Linked DNA regions of Hordeum vulgare: region 1 is linked to region 2. The links are chromatin contacts, called in public Hi-C maps. All regions are on one chromosome and are shown on one strand. Each heading gives the region's core, a stretch centred on a gene start, on an enhancer-like site or on the middle of the called end of the contact. The rest is flanking DNA. Distances are from core to core; before and after follow the strand shown. Region 1 overlaps LOC123403026 (U-box domain-containing protein 5). Region 2 has its middle 57 kb from the start of LOC123402948.

Region 1 (2,906 bases), core at 3-2,502, 210 kb before region 2:
GCGTAATCCCCGCCCTCGTGGACCTGTCGGTGAACGGGATTGATGAAGCGAAGAGTTGCTCGTTCAAGCTACTGAATCTTCTTAGGGACATGAGGCAAAGCGAGATCAACAACTCGTGTTCACAGGAAGTGGCGGCCGCCGAGGTGATAGTAGAGGATCCTCCCACGGAGAGCCCGATTCACAGGCGGCCAGCATCGAAGTCATCTGGGTTTTTCCAAAGGAAGCTGAACATTTTCTCGAAACCTCGGTCCCTGACGCTGTTTTGAGGACAGAGTTTGTAGGCCTTGTACATGTTAGTACAACACTAACCGTTCTTTTTTTGCTTGGCATATATAGATGGTAAAAGTAGCAGTTGTATTGCCCGGATGAAATGCTTGGTGAGATGATCTTTTTCATCCTCGAGTCTTTCGGTATATATTGGTTAGCAGATTTACCAGTCTTGCAGATTGTAGATGTGTGTGTATAAGAAGTAAAGAAAGACAGCTGGTATAGTTCCATCCATGCCTGCCTTCAGTGGCAAAAAGTTTGCCTTTTTGTACCCTACTGTTCCACAGTAGCTGGAAAGCCCCAAATGAATGAAGATTTTACTCATCTTATTCTTATCTCAACAAAGCAGGGCAAGTGGCTCATCCTATTATTTGCCAGAAAAGAGCTCTTTCTCATGCCTTGGGATAAGATAAGTAATTCTAATGGAAATTTCCCAACTTGGGTAATTGTAAGTGGGAATTCTAAGCTCCTTCTCATGCACAATGAAGGATGTAATTTCCCAACTTGGGTAATTCTAAGTGGAAATTTACCAGTGCTGTTCAATGATATATACACACACAAGTTGCCATTTGGTCAGCTGGAGCCATCCCGCGGCACTCATATCATACAAAAAAATTGGCTGGCATCACCATCACATTATGATGCAGAATGCAATCATGCGGCCTCTTTCGCAACTGCGCAGTCGCCTTTGTTTGTGCCAATTGCTGGGCGTCCAGGTGCTCCGGATCCGTCCCGCAGGCGGGCCGGCGCTCCAAGGATCCGCAGATCTGTTGTACCCTTTTATGTCAGTCATCGCACGATGGATCGTGAAGACGGTTACCGAGCAGGCAAAGGAGGAAGAAAGAAAGAAAAAGAAAGACGAATGGAGCTCGCAATCATGCCGGTTTCAGTCGCCATGATTGGCTCGGGCTGGCCAGCACCCCGTGCAGTAGTTCGGTGCCGGAGATCGTCTCCTGCCCGGTGCAGGGAACCTGACCTGGTACGTGCATGCATGTGTGGAGAGCATCAGGTATGGTACTGCCACTGGTGGCGCTCAGCTTTGGGTTTCGTCCCGTCCCGGTCCTTTCCGGAGTGTTCGCTTTTCGCTGGATCAGCGCCGTTAATGCCCATGGCGCGCCCGATCATCCCGCACTCGACGCCCATCATCCCAGTCATGGTCGTCCAATCTGTGGATGGATGGATGGATGGGCGGACTGATGCCGACCATGGATGTGTCTTCTTCGTCCTATGATGACGCCCAGGTGCGACGCACCGTGTTGCCATGCCGGCATCTTGCTCGTTTGTCCCTTTCCTTCGGGGCAATGCAAAAGGCACCGTTCTGATGATCACCTCCCGTGCTCCTGGCGCCAGGGGAGTGAGGGCAACTCCACCACGGATCACCGAAACAAACCTCACCAAATGTTCACGGAGACGTTCGAACTGTTGATAACATTAGCAGTTTTTTGATTAGTTTAATCTAGGAATAAATCACGAACATGATGTACGCGTTGCTAAGCATAAATTGATATTCGATGAGATGAGCACTTACTACTTAAACAATAGACACATCTACACATAACGCTGGTAATTAACATGAACGGGATAAGGGAGTTATACCCTTCAATAGGCCACAGGCCACGCAGACACCGCAGCCGAAACGGTCTCCTAAGTTGCCTTCTTCTCGGCTTCAAGTTTTTCGACGACGAGTCGGTCTTCAGTGGCCATGGCGGCAAGGATGGCGACGTGGATTTAGACGATGCAACTAACGTAGATGGAAGGCGGCGAGTAGTCGCGTACGTAGGAGACTCTCTTCAAAAACCTAACCATCCCTTTCTCGTACATGTTCTGGAGAGGCGGTGGTTTCGGAGGCCTGCTGTCACGTCAATCGTGTACGTGGTGGACAGAAAGGGATCACTCATAGCAGCCACAACAAAAAGATGTCGGGGTGGTGCGCATGGAGGCAGAGTACATGCGACGTGTTTTTCTCGTGGCGGTTAGGGTTACCGACGCCCCCACATCCAAGTCAGCAACACTCCGCGATCCAACGTTTTAGATCGTGGCTCGTCTGCTAAGGACTCTCAGCTCGGCTCATTTCCTCAACCCGTCGCGTGACGCGAAGAGGCATGGCGAGAAGGACGACGGAGAAAGAGCGCACAACAACCACTTCTCTTCTCAAGCTTCAATAGCATGTGAAAGAGAATCCCTTATAAGCAGGTCCAACTTCTTCTCCACCAACGGAGTGGGACTAAACTTTCATCACTTCCTTGTCATAACATCTACATGGGCCCATAGAGATTTTTGTGAAATTGTTGGATGGGTCTAAAGCCCATCCCATATTTCAACAATCCCCCACCAGATCTCGAGGGCCCATTCCGTTCTACGTTCCAAACACAGTTTTGATATACCAATATTTCAGTGAAGACCTGTTAAGGTTGAACTCCATCAAGAGCAAGTAACTACACTCCTTCACAACTGAACAATGTGCTATGCCTTCAATTTTCAGTTTGGCGTAAAGAAGTTTTACCAGATGTCTTGCTAGTACTAGGCTTTCGAAGGTTGACCCCTCGGGTGGAGCATATTAGTCACACGCGTGGCCCATTCATGAGCTTGCTAGAGATCACCCAATCTCTAACATTGTGACCAATAGTCGAGCTCATATA
Region 2 (2,861 bases), core at 28-2,527:
GCAGCGGCAGCGGCAGCGGCAGTGGAGGTCGATCACGCAGGCTGGCTGGCCAAGTTCATGGCACCGAGGAGAAAGGAACATCCCTTTCCTTGCCGTGTGCGCGGCGGACACGCTTCGCTTTCGTGGTTGCGTCTGTGCGCCTTGCGGCCTTTGCCTTGCCTTGCCCCGCCCAGGCTGCAACTGCGACTGCGGGTGAGTGGCTGCTGCCGATCGGGGGGTGCTTAGGCGAACTAACCGGGGTACTAGCATGCTCTAATGCACGCGTGAGCCAGTGTGTGTGTGGGAGTGAGTGGCGACACGTTCTGTCTTTGACGGGCGCTTAGTTCGGTCAAGTAAAATGCATCTACGCTTTGATCGGATTCTGACGGATGTGGTGCAGGATAAGGTTTTTAGTGGCCTGTTGTGCATCCAGCTAAGGTCGTGTTTGGATTGGATGTATTTCAATACGGAGGTATACAACTTACATCTGTAATTTATTGGTCGCTGTGCAAATTCCATCCGGAAATGAATCGACGGCTGCATGTGTGTATTTTTTACAAGTGTATTTAAAAGGAAAATGATGATTCAAACAGGGCCTAATGGCTGTGCCGACACCCCCATGGAGAAAGGATTTTGCTTTTACTCTTTTGCGACGAAAGAAAAGACGCAGATGGAAACTTAATTTGGCGCGTCTACACCGCACAGCGAATGAGCTGCAATACACGTGAAACAAAATGACCACGGACTTGTAAAGAGCGCGGCAGCCAAGCCTCAAGAACTATACGTGGATGCATGGATGTGTGGTAGACCGTAAGCGTGATGTACACGTACATAGAAAAAAAATGCAGTCCTGGTATTCACGTGTGACTAGTTAACCATCGACAACTTTGCTAGTGGCCACTGGAGTGCTGCGTCTCAGATGACATCTCGACCTCATTAATCGTCAGGCTTGAAGGTTGAAGCACACTAAGCTCCAATAATGCATTCAGCCGGCATTTTTATTCCACAAGCTAATCATTTGCACGTAGGTACCCATCATCTTAATCCTCCCCATTTCTACTGAAACACCAGTAACCTTCACTTATTGGCTTGCATTTGGGCTGGAAATTCTCAACGGGCCCCATGGTCTTGAGACCTGCTGCATGCATTGCTGTTAAGTTTACTTGGCTTTTGAGAGGCTTGACTTCCTGTTCCCGTGGCCTGTGACATTGCACCTTTGCCCTTAATCTTCACAGCTGTGTAGAGGTAGAGGGAGGCCTAAAGACGGAAGGAAGGAAGGCATCCGACACAAGGGAATGGAAGAGCGAGCCACCCGAAAAGGATACCTACCAGCTATCTGTTCTTCTCTCGGGGGACCTATCCATCATTCTGGGGCCCTGGCTCTTGGGGAGCCAACAAACTTGATAAAGACCAGATGCCGCTTGCTTGCCCTATGATTGATTACTCGCTCCATGCATGTTTCTCATACTCCACCTCAGCCCCTTGAGCAAACTCAAACGACTGGTCATTAACCGTGTGGATGATTGGGTGCCTTCTTTACTATTTTAAAGCTTGGAGTTGGTGAGCGGTGCTTCTTCTGACTCCAGTCCTGTGTCTCTTTTCCATGCCTTTCCGGAAGAGAATTATGCTAATGTTTGACTCAAAAGTCCACCAAAAATAATGCTCATAATCTTCTCATCTGTTATAAATTTGTTCTTCGTGATCATCGTCTTCGATTTGTTTCAACCATTGTCGGTGCACTGAAGACTAGGGTCTCCTGTGCTTTAGACTTGTGCACGGGCGTCGGCAACACCCTTGGCGGCAGTACACGAAGAAGGCTGACGGGAAAGATAATACAAGCTCACCAAGGCCACACCCCCTCGAAGGGTGTGAAGAACAAGCCCAAGCTACAAGGCCCCGGCAAACCCTCCTTGCCGGGAAGACCCACAAGGCCTCGGCAAGCCCTCCTTGTCGGGAAAAGACGCAAGGCCCCGACAAGCCCTCCTTGCCAGGAAGACGTCCGAGGCCCCGACAAGCCCTCATTGCCGGGAAGACAGGTTAGACCACAGGCAAGGACGCCAGGCCGACAAGCTCCCTTCGCCCGCCAGGTGTCCCTCCTGCCACAGTGCCACCGACTGCCACCGCTCCAGCGCATCCCTCATGCGCCAGCACAAAGCCCATGGGTACGTGTCGATGCCACCTTGATGCAGGTCAGGGGGGCTGACAAGGCATTTACTGCCCCTGACACTACTGTAGATAGATAGCGGTGAACCCTGTTCACTATGCGACTCGTGAACCCACTACAGAGCACTGTTGGTGACCCCTTTGCCTATAAAAGGAGGCCCAAAGCCCAGTTCTAGGGGTTGGACCTTTTGGGATTTTAGACTCTTTGATCACCAGCCGAAAGGCAATTACTGTAGCAAGTAACCCTAAACTAAGCACCCAATACAACAAGCAAAGCAGGAGTAGGGTTTTATGCACTAAGTGGCCTGAACCTGGGTAAAAACCTTGCCGGTGCTGATCACTAGCTCTGCTCTTGGCGCCACCCAACTCCCCGCCAAACGATCAAGGGATCCGTCGAGGTTCCCACAGGCGTGTCAATTTTCCCGACATCTTTGGCGCCAGGTAGGGGGCCTGAGAGCTTTTTCGCGAATCCGAGCGAGCTCTGCACCAGATCTTTGGAAGTTGAGCACACTACTGTGGTTCCCCAAAGCGGGATGCAACGATGGTCGCTCCACTCTGCCATAGCCTCCTAGCGCCTGCGCAAGCGCAGGCCAAGGAGACGCAGACCCCGAGTTCAACGTCATTAGGCTGATGCGCCGCTCCAGGATAGTGCGTTGCTGTCGAGGGTGTGCCTGGGGCCTTCGTCGAGGCCTCCGGCGCATACTCCGGTGGACGCACCT

The links. Hi-C and Micro-C count contacts between places; a contact is called where the count stands out from the background.
Region 1: a Hi-C map of seedling shows a contact between it and region 2, with 3 times the contacts expected there. The contact joins two enhancer-like sites. A contact is called at or near these places in 2 of 6 Hi-C or Micro-C datasets (leaf and seedling).

Annotation. Positions count from the first base shown.
Region 1 is chr6H:464,197,942-464,200,847 of MorexV3_pseudomolecules_assembly, reverse strand. It overlaps LOC123403026 (U-box domain-containing protein 5), which reads left to right. Exons shown (of 7, transcript XM_045097005.1): 7 at 1-596. The coding sequence ends at 266. Among protein-coding and RNA genes, the nearest start is that of LOC123403026, 6.1 kb to the left of the region's middle. Within about 2 kb of position 1,252, at least 3 of the 3 cell types and tissues checked have open chromatin away from gene starts, as enhancers often do. A contact at or near this core is called in leaf and seedling, where this site is marked.
Region 2 is chr6H:463,989,932-463,992,792 of MorexV3_pseudomolecules_assembly, reverse strand. No RefSeq gene overlaps it. Among protein-coding and RNA genes, the nearest start is that of LOC123402948, 57 kb to the right of the region's middle. Within about 2 kb of position 1,277, at least 3 of the 3 cell types and tissues checked have open chromatin away from gene starts, as enhancers often do. A contact at or near this core is called in leaf and seedling, where this site is marked.